Regions from separate parts of the Sus scrofa genome. Here region 1 is linked to region 2. Evidence: chromatin contacts called from public Hi-C data. All regions are on one chromosome and are shown on one strand. Each heading gives the region's core, a stretch centred on a gene start, on an enhancer-like site or on the middle of the called end of the contact. The rest is flanking DNA. Distances are from core to core; before and after follow the strand shown.

Region 1 (7,602 bases), core at 4,050-6,549, 74 kb after region 2:
GGCTTAAAGAGTTATCAGACTACAGGATGCAAGAGCTCAGCAAGGTTCAGTTCTTGGAGGCAACTGTTTTCGTAGAAGGTCCGTGTTTGGGACACTTTTTGTTTTAAATTTAAATTTTGTTTTAAATGTATACATGTATATATATTTATTTTTATAGCTTATTTTCTTTTAAAAATATTTAAAAATATAATTTGTTTACTTCCATCCTCCACGATAAAATAAATGATTTATGTTCACTGTAAAAATTCGAGAAATTTTTCAGAAAATAGCACCTCAAAATAATTATTCTTCCCACTTCCCAAAGACAATTATTGTTGATATTTTGCCATCTCCTACTGCATATTTATGCATTTTTCCTCAGAACATATTATGTGTCCTTTTTAATATTTTTATACAACACCATCATAGGCATTCTACCTCTTTTTTTAAATGATGATTAAATTGATATGTAATAATTTCCAATGTAAATAATCTTTATTTCACTTAATCCTTCTGTGATATATTTGCTTAATTTTTCATGCTGAAAAAATATTTTTTTTGGCAGCACCCCCAGCATATGGAAACTCCCGGGCCAGGGATCAAACTCACACCACAGCAGTGATCCAAGCCACTGCAGTGACACCGCCAGAGCCTGAACCTGTTGCACCCCAAGGGAACTCTGAGAAAAAATTTTTAAAGTAGAGCTCTCCTCCCTTTATATATTAGATTATTTCTATAAAATAGAATCTTAGAAGTGGGGTTATTATTATAAACATTTTAAGGTTTTTGATACATTGTGGGGTGAGGGACCCGATCTTATGAAAGCTCTGTAGAAGTCAAGTCATGACGCTAAATGTCCTCGCTTTGTCCTATGTCACTGCCTGCTCTCTGGACTTAAACTTCTGACTTAGCCAGAACACTCACGTTCTGATGCATTCATTCATTCATTGCTCATTTATTCCTTCACTCACTCACTCACTCACTCACTCACTCACTCATTCACATAAGTCTCGTTAGATGTCAGGCACTCTACCAGATGCTGAGGATAAGATGCTAAGCAAAACTAGAATTCCTACTCTGGCTCAGGAAGATTTGGTTGAGAAAAGGGTTCGATCAGAGGCTGAATGGTTTAACGCTGACTGTCTACTTCTGGTTTTGTTTTTCTACCTGAAATCTGCTGATTCTAGAGAGAGATGGCCATACCCTATGCAATTTGAGAGACATTTCATTTGAGCCCTGGAGACAAAACTAAACCATTTGCTCTGTACAGGGCTGCTCATGGGTCTTACCTCCTTTTAAAAATTAAAATGCACTTGCCTTTCTGCTAGCAGTGGAAAGTGCAGGCTGGGGTCGGGATTTTCCGCTGATTTTAAGGACTGTGCCTGGTTTTAATGTTCTTTGCATTGGAAAGCAAAGTCCCTGATTTTATGACTCTACCCTTCAGATCCTTCTCATGGGTCATCTTAACCTCTTTTTTTTGTTTGTTTGTTTGATTTGGTTTTGCTTTTTAGAGCCACATCCACGGCATATGGAGGTTCCCAGGCTAGGGGTCCAATCGGAGCTGTAGCCACTGGCCTACTCCACAGCCATAGCAACGCCAGATCCGAGCTGCATCTGTGACCTGCACCACAGCTCATGGGAACTCGGGATCCTTAACCCACTGAGCAAGGCCAGGGATCGAACCTGTGTCTTCATGGATACTAGTCAGGTTCGTTAACTGCTGAACCACGACGGCAACTCCCCAAGATTTTTTTTTTTTTTTTCTGGTCATCTTAACTTCATACAGAGCATTTGCATTTGCCTTTTGCCTTCTTTGTGATGGTGACTGGAAGTGAGAGCCACCATCTGAAAATGGCTTCTCCATAGGCTTGGAGGATAGACGTGTGCCTCTTAGCAGCCTGTGACTGAGGTCAGTGAGAGGAACTCTCCGACCAGCCCTGATGAAGAAGCCATGGTCGGTTGTCTGGGGAAAGTTTTGTCTGAATCACTTGAATCAGTGAAGTCAGAGCAGACTTTTCATTGTGATTATGTGGGTCATGCAGTCCTGATGCCTCCCGGTGGACCTCAGTAAAGGGTGACTAATGGATCACAGGGTCGCCTGGTTAAGTGGAGGAGAAAAATCTGGGCAGCCAGGGGCAAGGCTTGAGGCAGTCCCCGTCTGTGGCCACCCTCCGGCCAAGGCTGTCTGCTGTCACCCAAAGACACTGACTCATCAGAGCCTCATTAGAGGAAACTTCAGACACTCCCGGGCAGGTTCACGTACCCCCAGCTTTGCCCCTTGCCCCTGGCGCCTTGGGTGGTTGATACCTCGGGGTCAAGAGGGCAGAGCCTGTGGCCGTGAGCAGAGCTGCTGTGGGAGAGCTCGCGGAAGGCAGCACTCCGTGTGAACCACGCTGTCATTTGTGAGAGGGTCAGCCCAGCGCAGGCTCTGCTCTTCGTGATGTCACCACTGAAGTCCCCTGGCTCTGAATCCCAGTTGTTTCTTATGTTAACTCTTTCGGTGTTGCTGTTAGTTGGTAATAAGAGAAGAGGTTCTGAAGATTACTCTGTATTTTACCTTCAGTAACGTCCTGGCGTTCCCTGGTGAGGTTTGCATCTTTCTTTCTCTCCCCCCGGAGCCCCACCTACCGGCTTCCTCTTCTAGTCCCCATCCCCGACTCTCCTGCCTCTCTCTTTTATACGGTTGCTTTTTAATTCTTCAGAGCCCTTGTCACTTCAGAACTCAAATAGGATGCCCAAGCTGAATGACTTAAAATAAAACCTTAGCCCAGGATCTTGGGTGAGCAGATGTTCTTCTAAGTTGGGAGGTTAAACCACGTGCCTGGGCAAGCTGGAATCCAGCATGGCCTCTGGGACCAGTCTCCCCTGGTAAGTGTGGTGTCTCCTGCTGCAGGGTCTCTCTCTGGGTCCCCATGCAAACATGTTGTCAGGAGATGAGCTCAAAAGCAAGCTCACCAAAATGAAGCCCCCAAGGAGTGTGACCTCTGCGCCCCCAGCTGATGTGCTCTTCCAGCAGCCGGGCCAGAAGCAGGTTTCATCAGCTGGTTCGCAAGCTGGTTTCATCTCTACCTGAGGAAAGATAAAGACCTCTGCTCAGGAAATGCGAGCCCCTGTTCCCAGACCTTGCTCCTCTCAAGCTGATGGACAGGTATGGAAGGAATGCATTTGTTGGGAGGAATTCAGTGGTGCCCAGGCACAAATGGAAGTGACATTCTTATCTGTCTTTTTTCTACTTTGGGGAAAAGAAAAAAAAAAAAAAAAAAAACCTCGGTGGAGGGGGATGCTTGCAGGGAGAGGGGTGCAGAACAAGCTGTCTCAGTTGCAGCCAGCTGTCACTTGTCAGTGGATTCTGACAAGGGCATCTGGCTTAGTGGGCGTGCAAGCCAGGGATGTGCCTAATCGTGGAGGCAGAGTGACCAGTGGGCAGCGAAGTCAACCTTCACTGCAAGTCAGGAACAAGCTGCCAGGACCGAGCTTGCCCTGGGTATAGTCTCTAAAAGAAGGGCGTTCCCCACCCCGTGCTGTTCGTCACACAGCTCCATCTTCACTCTGCTCTTTGGCGTTCCTTTAGCTTCTCTTTCTAACCAGAAGGTTTTTCAAGTGTCCAAGGCAGGAATTAAGTGAACTGGTTAACCTGAAATTCTGATCCCAGGGTTGGCCAAATGCATTACGATTCAAGATAATGCTGCATTGCTGTTGTAGGTGATGTGACACCGGAGATATATTTTCGTTCACATGCAAAAATGGGCAGGACGTAATAGGCAAAACACAAAGGCCATGAACGGTATGCACAGGACATTGCCATCTTGGGATTCTTTATAAATATGTGTGCATTTGAAAAAGGAAAGTGGAAAGGATGACACCAAAGATTTACATAGTCATCTTTTTTGTTTGTTTGTTTGTTTTTTAGGGCTGCATCCACGGCATATGGAAGTTCCTAGGCTAAGGGTCAAATTGGAGCTGCTGACACTGGCCTACACCTCAGCCACAGCAACACGGGATCTGAGCCGCATCTGTGACCTACATCACAGCTCACGGCACCGCCGGATCCTTAACCCACTGAGCGAGGTCAGGGATCAAACCCATGTCCTCATGGATCCTAGTCAGGATCCTTAACTGGTGAGCCATGACGGGAACTCCCTACAGAGTCATCACTTTTAAGGTGATGCTACTGATGATTATTTTTCCTTTGAGGTTTTTCTGTTGCTCCAGAAGTTTTCTCTCCTCTGATGACATAACAATCACTCAAGTTCTAGCAATTTCTAACTATGTTTGCATTCGGTATCTACTACACCTGTCCTTTCCACGTTCTGGAAGGTGCAGGTGGGGTCTGAAATCCATCTCCTGATTCACTTGCAAAATCATCCCTGAGCCTGCGTCTTCCCAAGGGAAAGGGAGGCTTTTTCTCATTTATCTGCTCAGCAGAGATGCCTTTTTTGCATTCCTTCAATGACAATGGATTTTCTTGCAGCAGCTCTGCTTCTCTGTCTATGTGTGTGCATCACTAATCATCTTAGCCTTCTCAATATAACCACCTATTATAAGAGGGAGTTATTTCCCAGACTAAATGTAGCGGATTCTTTATACTCAAGGTTCAGATTTTAGAAATAGCTTTCTACAGAGTTAAGTGTTCAAGGGTTCTTCAGGCGAACCCATTTCTTTGGGGGTCCGTTTTATGTGCTTAAATTTATAGTTCCCAAGGATGATCATGGTTGAGGGGAAGCAAGCATATTTGACTTTGAAATATCAGTACTAGACACTGACCAATAAAGACCCAACTAATCCCCAGATGCCAGTAGGCTGCAGGCCAGTCCTCATTGTTCCAGGAGATGGCAATGGTGTCACTAGTGGCCTAAAAAATAAAGGGGACAGTATGACCATGTGGCCATGCTCTGGGGAGGAAGATGGTCAAATTCTTCCATCCTCTTCTGCGTCTCTTTGTACGGCCTCACCCTTGTTTTTCACGGGGCTACAGAGGTAGCTTACTGGAGGGCAGCATGAGCTATCCTGTAGACACGAACCAGTGGAACCACATGGCTCCCAAGAGTTCTTTCCTCAAGTCAGAGAAACGCTGTGATGAGCCAGGAGGACGCTGGGTACCAGAGCCCAGGGCTTTGATGGTACACATGCAAAAGGCAGACACGTTGCAAAAATAGCTTCCCTGACCCCAGAGACTGGGGTGGCCTTGTTTTAATTTCAAGGTTGGAATAATGACAGCTTTACAGACAACCAAATAGTTATTCCAGGTCCTCCCCTTGAGCGTGTGGTCTGAGACCTTGGCTTGCGTCGTCTAAGTGTGTAATAACATCTGATTGTGCTCCCAGCGGTCCTGTGACAGCCTTCACTTTGAGTTCTATTTCAGAACACGCTCCCTATCTGGAAGCACCTAAACATAGGCCCTCGTGAGGCAGACTTCAGAAGCAGCATTATCTATAGGGCACTTTGGGGCCAAGCTGGTCAACTCCTCACTCTCAGCTCAGTGAAAGGCAACAAGACGTCACCCTTGTATTTTAGGGGGATGGGAAAAGGAGCTACCATCTTCCAAGCAGAATGAGTGCCTCAGGGTAGCTTATGAGCTGCCCTCGAATTCTCTGAGAAGCCAGTAGAATTGGAGAGTCAGGTGATGACTTGAGGGAGAGGAAGAAGGCTCTGAACTAGGAATCAGAGCTGCTCCTGATTTCCTCGCTAGGTCATTATCTGTGACATTAGCATCTCTAGTCCGTCACTAAGGGGCCCCTCCTACTCTAAAACCCCGTGACTTGTGAACAGAACCACTTCCTAAGAAAAATCACTCACAAAGAAAAATCACTCACAAGGAAAAGCCTTCCAACCAGAAAGAAGTGTTGAGTGTTTTTCCCTTTGTCTCTCCCATATTTACAGACAGTGGGGTTTTAGAGACTGTTAATGATGAGACTGTGTTCACCTCATAGAATAGCCTCCAAATGGGTATCCAGGGCAACAAGGAATATCGAGATGAATGATCTTGTGAACGCTGGCAGACTGTGAGAGCCAAGCCCTTTCAATTCTGAGTGTTGAACACAGACCCTAGCCCTTTGAGGGTAATGGGAGCATCTCCCTGCGGAAAAGTCAGGTGTTTGAGGCACGTACACAGTAGACACAAGTCCGCAGGGGTAGGGGTTGGGGGTATTTGATGTCACCGTGGTTGAGGAGTCTAAAGCTATACAGGCTGCGTCACTCAAGAACTCGAATTTATTCTTGCCCTCTCTTGAATGAAATCAAGTTGAGACTGAGTCCATTTCAACTGTCATCCAAAAAGTGTAGGTTTGGGGATGTCTAGAGTTAAGTCTGAGCCACTGTGGTTAAGAGATGAGGCTCTGAGCCACAGCTCCTGGGGCCTCTCATGAGTGTGGTTGTGCTGAAGAGTCTTTGAGAACATACCTTAGCAGTTTGACATATCTGGATTATAATCCTGGCTCTACCACTTAGCAGCTGTGTAAATTTGGACAAGTTAATGCCTCTCTAACTTTAGCTTCCTTATTGCATTCTGGGGCAGGGGGGAATATAGTATGTTCCATTTGGTGGGTAGTTATGAGAAGTAAGAGATCGCACAGTACATTCCCAAGAAATGGAGGCTCAGTTCATAAGAGAAGATCCTGTATCAATCCTGAGACCTAAATGCTAGGATCAGATCCGGCAGCACTAAAACAGGAGGAAGGGGACTAGCTGGATGCTGCATGTGGGTGGTAGGTCAGAGGTGGTTAAGCCAGGACTGTGGTGGGTAAATACCAGTGGGAAGCTAAGCACAGATAGCTGCAGCTGTGGAGGTGGGCACAGAGCAGAGGGATGTGTGCCAGGTAGGAAAATCTTGAATCACGTGTCTTAGTTTCTTACAGCTGCTGTAACAAATTACTATGGCTGTAGTGGCATAAAGAAACACAAATTTATCATCCTACAGTTCTGAGGTCAGAAGTCTGAAATGGGTTTCACTGCATTGAAATCAAGGCATTGTTAGTGCCATACTCCTTCTGGGGGCTCTAGGCTACCCATTGCCTTGCCTTTTCCAGGTTCTAGAGATTGCTTGCATCACTTGGCTCATGGCCCCTTTCTCCATCCTCAAAGCAGCAGCATAGCATTTAAATCACTCTTGTTTCTGTTGTCACATTACCTTCTCTCTCCTCCTGGGCCAGTGGTGGGCAGCACTAGGTAGAAATCACTACCTGCCCCCCCCAACACACACACACACACACACACACACACACACACACACACACACACACAGATTTCTCCAAAGTCTGTGCTTCCAGAGCAACTATTTGAGGAAGATGGACAAGGCTAGAAAATCAGGCCCTGCTGTTGTTCCATCTTATGTCTTATTGCACCATCCCAAGCTGATGACTAACTTTTTATCAGTGATCAGTTAGGTTTCCTGAAAGATCAAGTTAAGCCTCATTTTAAATGAGAGGAAAGGTGAGGTTCTCTTTACGTTTCTCCTTAAGAAGACATCCTTCTTGATTCTGTTCTGTTCCTGCAACTAGAGGAGGGTTTTAAATAGCCAGATCCACAGATGGATTTGGAGGCTGGCAAGTGGTACAAACGTGAAGGGCCCTTATGATGAAAAGGGATTTTAGTACCTCTCCCTCATCAATTAGCTGATCATTTTTT
Region 2 (7,475 bases), core at 3,845-6,344:
GGAGGATAAGGATAAATGCGCTTAAGAGCTGGCTCACACTTCCCGCACTAGCCTGGGAGCAGTGATTTCCTGGGACACTCAGAGCCTCCTGAAGCCAGAGGGACTGATCATTAAATAGGCCTTGGACAGTAAGGCCAAGGAAGCACAGGGTCACGTCCCTAGTCTGCTTTGACTCCCTTTCTCCAGCTACAAAATGAGTGAATACTCCTTCTCATTGGCTTCTCCTGGTAGGATTGTTGGGAAGCCTTCTGATCACTAAGTACCGTAGAGTTAAGGAAGCAGAATGGTCAAGGGACTCATAGCACAGCATTGACGGTCAGAGAGACTCTCAGCTGTGTGACTTTGGATAAGTTCCATGCCCTCTCTGTGCCTCAGTTTCCTTACAGAAAGTAATGACAATAGCAATGTGGCTTTAATGATGGAATGAGATAATGTGCATAAAGCCCCTCCCACAGCACTTAGCACAGGGTAAATGCACTGTGTGGACAGAAAAAAAAGAAAGGAAGGAACAAGAACAAAGCAATCGTCATTGATGCTTTGATGCTAAGACAGGTTGGTTATTACGCTAGTTTTCAGCAAATAGCCAAATGTCCCTGTAGGTTTCCCAGCTTCCTTTGCAGGTAAGTCTGCCCACGTGACTAGTTCTGGCCAATAGACGGAGCAGAAGTGCTGTGAGTCACTGCCAGGTCAAGGCAGTTAAGAGCTGGTGCGGCTTCTCCCTCCTTTTCTTCCTGACACACTGACATCGGAGGCCACGCGTTCTCTGGGGCATCTCAGCAGATGAAGCAAGCCCTTTGCATGAGCATGGCGTCTGTGTCCACTGTGTGAACCCAAGGAGATTTTGGAGTCCATTTGTTTCTGCTCATGGCCTCGCTGATCAATACTGTCATTGATGAAGGAGAAATTCATCTCCCCTCTTTCCGACCTCACCCCGGCATCTAGGGATGACGATGATGATAATACCAGTAGCCGTGTCAGCTCCCATTTATTGAGCTTTTGAGAAACACGGCAAAGCCCATTGCAGATGTTAAGCCATTTAGCCCTCTCAGGTTTCTCCTGAGGTTTATGTTTTGCTATTACATAATCATTGTGTTCCTAAAATAAACTTTAAGTTATTTTTACAAAGGCTTCTCTTAAACAACTTCAGTGAGGAGAAAAAATGGCTCAGGGCAAGAGTTTCGGACAGTGACAGTGGAGTTATTTCTCCTAGAGAAATGTCAAAAGTAAAGGTTTTTAATTGCTATTAGGACATTTTGAAGTTACAGACTAAAAATAACGGGTTTTCAAAACTGGCAGAAGCCATCCTAAATGTCAGTGAGCAAATGCCGAATTCCATGCTAGACAAGATTCGGGTCAACTTGTTTCTGAACCATCAAAATAAACGGTGGCTTGGTCCAGAAGTGCTAGTAAAGGGAAGCCCCATTAGATCTCAACAGAGCTGCTACTCCACTCCCCCACCCCCGATACATGGTTAAAAAAACAAAGAAAGAAATCCCAGTGGCAGAGAAGAGCCAGTCACCCAACTAAAGTGGCCTGTGGGTATTGAAGCTCGAGGCCAGTTGGCTTTCCTCACACTCACACAGGGACTGTTCGTTCCCTGTCAGGACAGTGGTGTAGACCAATAATCAGCACAGGGTTCCTGGCTGAACTGATCAAGGTCCCTCCAGTTTGCATTATGAAAATTTGCACAGCAGGGAACTGGATTTGTTTGGCAGATGAGGAAACCCAGAAAATACTGGGCTGCCAGCGGCTACAGTGAGCAACTCTGCCAGCAACTCTTGTTCAGGGTTTTCTGCTCTTTTGACTCTCTTCTGCTCAGACTTCTTCCCCTGATGGATCGTGACACCTGTACGTCCTCGTGGATGAGGGGACCACCTCTGAGCTGGGATTCCAGGCCTCTGAGTTTGATTTCCGCCCTTCTCTTGGGGTCTGCCGGGAAGACTTGGGTCTGTCTGTCCCTCTGCTGGGAGAAGCTTGGAGCTTCCGCTCCGAGTTGAAAGCTGCTTTGGCCCTTGTTAGTGTTTTTGAAAGTCCCAGTAGACCTGACAGGCCTCCAGGCTGCCCACGCAAGTGCCTGGAGAAGGGGACCCAACTGATAACATTGCTAAAGCCAACAGTCCTGGTGACCTTCAGAAATTAGCACCCTTTGGCGTCCTCTCTCCCTCAGGCCACGCCTGGGCAGCTGGACATCCCACAGCTCCCTGAGGAAGGGGAGGCGCTGGCTGCATGGGTGCTGGGGCCTGCTTCTGTCATCCTTCCTGCACCCAGGAGGGGCAGCACTGGCCCCACCCCTGCTCGGCTGGCTGCTCAGCAGGTCAGCGGCGAGGCAGGTGAGTCTGAGAGTTGCGTCTCCAAGAAGATTCTGAAAGATGCAGATGGACTTGAGCAACTGGGCCCTCTGGGAGTCCTGGTCACCTGCAAACCAGATGGCTCCCTTCTGCCAGCCCAGGGAGACTGTTGATTTTTCTGGCTCCCCTCATCAGCCGTCCCCACCTTATGATGGATTCCTGAAATTCAGCAGGCCCTTCTTGAAGGCCCCCTTGTCTGCCTGGGGCTGTGTCCGCTCAGAATGGCTCACCAGATAAAAGGTCTATTTCTCGCTCTCAAGCACCTCCAGAACTTAATGGGACGGCGAGACCTACACATGAGGATACACTGAGACAGTCTGTAACGACAGCTAAACTAAATGCCATTGTTATCCATGGTGACTAAGAGCACACGTTTGGCATCAAATGACTGGGTTCAAAGCCCATCACTTGGGTCCAGTTTGACTTGGGGTGAGTGCCTTAACCTTCTTAGGCCCTTGTTTCCTCTGGGGTGACTGAGAGTACCGGCCTCGTAGCACTTGCGAGGGGGATTTCATGAGATGGTGCCTGGGAAGCGCCTAGTCCAGCATCTGACTCATGGTCTTAATGCTATTCCCGGCCACGTTGCTAGTTGTCAAAACATATTTGAGGGGTCCCGGTAGTTTAGAAAGCCTGAATGGAGACACACACCCCTTCTGCACAGTGGTCCTCTCTTATCTATTTCTTTCAGGAGGGATTGGTCATTTCGATGGATCAGTTACCCAAGCAGGGGCCCCCGGGGTTCCACTTCCGTAACTCTCTCTAACCTCCTGTGCTTTTGGTCACAGAGCCCCGTTAACTGTACCTCCCCTCTGTCTCCTCCACTCCAGTACAACTCTTATGCTTCCCACAGCCACACTCCTCACCCAGGAGTCCTCTTTTAAGGGTTTGCCTTGCTTCTGATGCCATCCTCTTCCAAGCCAGGCTTACTGCTACTCAGGAGAACTTAAAAAATCCAAAACAGGTTTCCCTTTTTAAAATTCAAAACATCCCCTTGCTTTGACCCCTTCTGTGGCTCCCTGTGGCTCTCAGTAAACGGCCACACCCAGATCCTTTCTCAGGATCCACAAGGGCCCACACGACCTGACCCCTGCCTGGCTCTAGAGCTTGATCGCTTGGGTTTCTCGAGTCCCAGCAAGGTGGCCCTGTGGGCCCCCCCCCATGCTTCTCAGTCCCCTGGTCCTCATGCCCCTGCCCAGGGTGCACTCAGCATTTCGAACCCTTTGTCCCCATCTCCTGATCAGTCACAATTATGCTTCGAAAATAAACTCCAGGCCACTTGGTTTGGGAAGCCTTCCTTTCCCAGGTGTAGGTTTAATGCTCCTGCTCTGCGTTCCCACAAGATCTTTGCTTACCAGGTAATGCTGCAAATTTGTGTTTTCATGTCTTCTTCACTAGCATCTAACGTTCTTCTTTATCTACATATTATTCATGCAGACGCAGAAAGGGACTCTATCTTATTCATCTTTGTATGTTCATACTGAAAAACGACTGGGAGGATGGATGGATGGATAGATGGACTGATGGGTAGATGTATGGATAAGTGAATGATTGGATAGAAAGGGGGACGGGTGGATGGATGGATGGACAGACAGATGGGTAGAGGGTGGTTGTAGGAACTGATAAATTGATGGTTGCATGGGTTGAATGGCTAGATAAATGAGTGCATTCAATAAAGCGGCAAGAATCTCTAATTAGATCTTACACCCAGGTGCCTCCAGGGAGGTCATCCGTGGTACCCCAAAGACAAGGCTCTGTTCCTTAGAGTGTCACAGTTCAGGCTCAGAGTAGGAGATGACTTTGCAACTAGCAGCTGGTGGCTTTTTGACCTTGATGCAGGAAAGCTGAGAAGGAGGTCGATCTTGGAGGGACCGAGGACCCCCTGGGTGGGCTTTGTCTCGGCATCGAACCGCCCATATCCTGTTCGCCGTCCTCCTGGGGTCTGCCCTCACACAGGTGCCTTCCCGTCCTTGTCTCCATCCAGCTTGAACTCTGACAGATTTCCATCTCTGGGCCCAGGGTGACAGAGCAGAAGATGGCATGAGTGATGGAGGTCACCATGGCCTGTTGCCACGTCTGCCACCCAGCGCTTACCTGTTCCCCTGTCAGGAGAATAGCACGTTTCACTCTGTCTCTTTCCTGTTCAGGAGCTGCTCTTGCAGCAGCCACGTGAGAAGTGCCGCTTGTGCAGCTCGGCGCCTTCTTCAGCCCCTCCAGAAAGCCCTTTGAGGCCGACCAGGTTCACTAAATACACATGAATAAATCCTGGAATGGGATGAGCTAGAAGTGAAATGTAATGTCAGGCTGCTCTCGCTGCAGAGAACCAGCACGCAGCCCGCCCAAGCCCAGGCGGAAAGACCCCGAGGCTCTGGGGAAAGAGCCCAGCCCAGGCCCCCTGGAATCCTCATTCGGGTTTCTCAACCAGCAGGCAGCGCACCATTGGCTAAATTTGGTTGTTTTTATTTTTGTCCGGCCGCAAGTACCGGCAAAGAACTGAAAACGATTCCTTCCCTTCCTGGAGCCTCGGAGCCAAGCTGGTTTTATTTTTAGCTTCAGCTCTGGTTTTGAGCTTTCAGCGCACTCAGTGCCCTGCCCGCTGCAGGCAGTGGTGGGCTGGATGTCAGGACTTTTTGCCTAGACCGTGGCGTTGGTTGTCTGAGCGTAACTCTCACCAGGCTTTGTGCGGCCGTGACAGAAGAGGCTGGTTCCACCACATAGAGACCCGCTTCTGGCCTTAGGGACACCAAGAGCATCCTTCTGGGGGAGGGACGTGTACTCGGGGGGGATGGTGGCCTGGGCTGGCATGGAGGAGGCGGCAGCCTTGGCTGGAAGGAAACAGAGACAGAAAGAAGGTGAGGAAGGGGAAAACAGAGGGAAAGGAAGCCGGCACTGATTGAAGGGTTTCGAATGACACGGTGGTTGAGAACCAGGGGTCTGGAGGCAAACAGCCTGCGTCCAGATCCTGCCTCTGCCGCTTCCTCACGCCGTAACCTCGCAGAATGCCCTCTGCCACTCTAGGTGTCGGTGTCCTCATCCTTTAGGCGCAGGTAATGATGACACCAGGCTCGAAGCTGTGCTGCCTGAGATCCTACCTCTCCAGCATGAAGCGTAGCATCTGCAGTTAGGACTGAACTCGGTTTAGTGATTATGGCTCTTATTGCTAAGTTAGATGCTTATGCATACATTGTATCATTAAGACTTATTGCAACCGCTGAATAGGGTTATTTTGCAAGATGGGAAACTGAGGCCCCACAGCAAGAGCACGGTGCAGCCAGACCTGAACCCAGGTCAGCTGGCCTCAAAGTCATAGCACCACGCCTTTTCGGGGACCAGTGCTCCCACGTGTTAGAAAGGACCGTAGGGGAACTTCTCTAAACAAGGAGGCAGACTCCCCCGCCTCATCCTTCTCTCCTCTGGGCTCCCCTCTTTCTTCCCACTGTAACAACAGAAACTCACAAAGAGCAGATATGAGGAGTGAGCAAAAGAGCACTGGTTAAATCCATAGAGACGCCAGTGGTGGCTGCCAGGGCCGAGGGGGTTGGCGGAGTGGGATGCTGTTGTTTAACGAACACAGTGTTTCAGTTTTGCACCGTGAAACAGCCCCGGACATCCCTCGTATAGTGGTGGGAATACACTTCATACTACAGAACTAGAGGACTGGTTAAGGTGGTCCATTTTATGTTATGGCTTTTGTTTTAGCCATAGTTGAACAAGAACGAAAAAGAAGAAAGCGCGGGGTGTCAGGTCTGCGTTTTGGTTGGGGGGGGGTGCAGGGAAATGGAGCTGAGCTTGTCCAGCTTGCCATCCTTCTCTTTGGCTTCCTCCCAGACAGGAGTCTCACCCACGCACCGCTGCTCCCCACCTGCCCCCCGACCATCCTGAGCCCTTGCAGGGTGGAGCCACAGGCTTCTGACCAGAGCCTCCTTCTTCTCAGAGGGGATTTTTTTTTTAAATTATTACTCAATTTATTACATTTATAGTTGTACAATGATCATCACAATCCAATTTTATAGGATTTCCATTCCACACCCCCAGCGCATTCCCCCCACCCCCCAACCTGTCTCCTTTGGAAACCATAAGTTTTTCAAAGTCTGTGAGTCAGTATCTGTTCTGCAAAGAAGTTCATTGTGTCCTTTTTTCAGATTCCACATGTCAGTGAAAGCATTTGATGTTGGTGTCTCATTGTCTGACAGACTTCACTCAGCATGACAGTTTCTAGGTCCATCCATGTTGCTAAAAATGCCGGTATTTCGTTCCTTTGAATGGCTGAGTCATCTTCCATTGTGTATATGTACCACATCTTCTGGATCCACTCCTCTGTCGATGGACATTGAGGTTGTTTCCATGTCTTGGCTATTGCAAATAGTGCTGCAGTGAACATTAGAGTGCTTGTGTCTTTTCGAGTCGTGGTTTTCTCTGGATAGATGCCCAGGAGTGGGATTGCTGGATCTTAAATGCTCCCGTCACATGCTCTGCCCTTTTAAACTTCCTTCTAGTCTCCTGTCCCTCTCAAGTTTTTGTCGCTTAACCTGGAATGAAAAGGGGAAAAGAGCAGAATCATCCCCCACCCTCCCCGCCGCCGGGAATCCTGCCAGCTTGGAGCAGTGTGGGGAGCGTGGGCTTTGGAGTCCGAAGCTGAGAAGAAGCTCACCTTTTCTTCTCGTCAGTTTGCTTAGCTCCAAGCTGGGCTAATAATTATCCCACGTAGCCAAACATGCACGGTTTACTCTAAGTGGAGAAATTCAGCCAGGCTGTAAACTGCTCTTTTGTACCAGGAGATTCTGGGGCGTGATAGTCTGAAGATTCTGGGGTCAGGAGATCTGGGGACCCTGGTGTGCGCATCACGGAGCGGGCTTGAAGATGCTTGGACAGAGAGGCCTGGGAGCAGGCACGGGCTCTCCCTCTTGGCCTCCCATTCCTGGGAGAGCAGCCTCCGTGGAGACCCACCGTGGCTCACTGCCCTCCACCCCCTTGCCCGGAAACTCAGACGGCCGCCTTTTCTGTGGGCATCACGTCACCAAGGACCATGCTCAGGAGGGAGTCCGGCTCTGTGGGCAGCCTCCAACATAGGGCATTTGTACTGGGCTGAATTTTCCCCCCAGCCACACTGCACACCTAGACTGTGGTCCC

What was found. Hi-C and Micro-C count contacts between places; a contact is called where the count stands out from the background.
Region 1: a Hi-C map of heart right ventricle shows a contact between it and region 2, with 1.8 times the contacts expected there. The contact joins two enhancer-like sites. A contact is called at or near these places in 3 of 47 Hi-C or Micro-C datasets (epiblast stem cells, fetal heart ventricle and heart right ventricle).

Annotation. Positions count from the first base shown.
Region 1 is chr16:54,732,817-54,740,418 of Sscrofa11.1, forward strand. All of the region lies in intron 4 of SLIT3 (slit homolog 3 protein), which reads left to right. Among named protein-coding and RNA genes, the nearest start is that of SLIT3, 190 kb to the left of the region's middle. Within about 2 kb of position 5,300, at least 2 of the 83 cell types and tissues checked have an H3K27ac peak or open chromatin away from gene starts, as enhancers often do.
Region 2 is chr16:54,659,502-54,666,976 of Sscrofa11.1, forward strand. The region is part of intron 3 of SLIT3 (slit homolog 3 protein); the gene reads left to right. Among named protein-coding and RNA genes, the nearest start is that of SLIT3, 110 kb to the left of the region's middle. Within about 2 kb of position 5,095, at least 4 of the 83 cell types and tissues checked have an H3K27ac peak or open chromatin away from gene starts, as enhancers often do.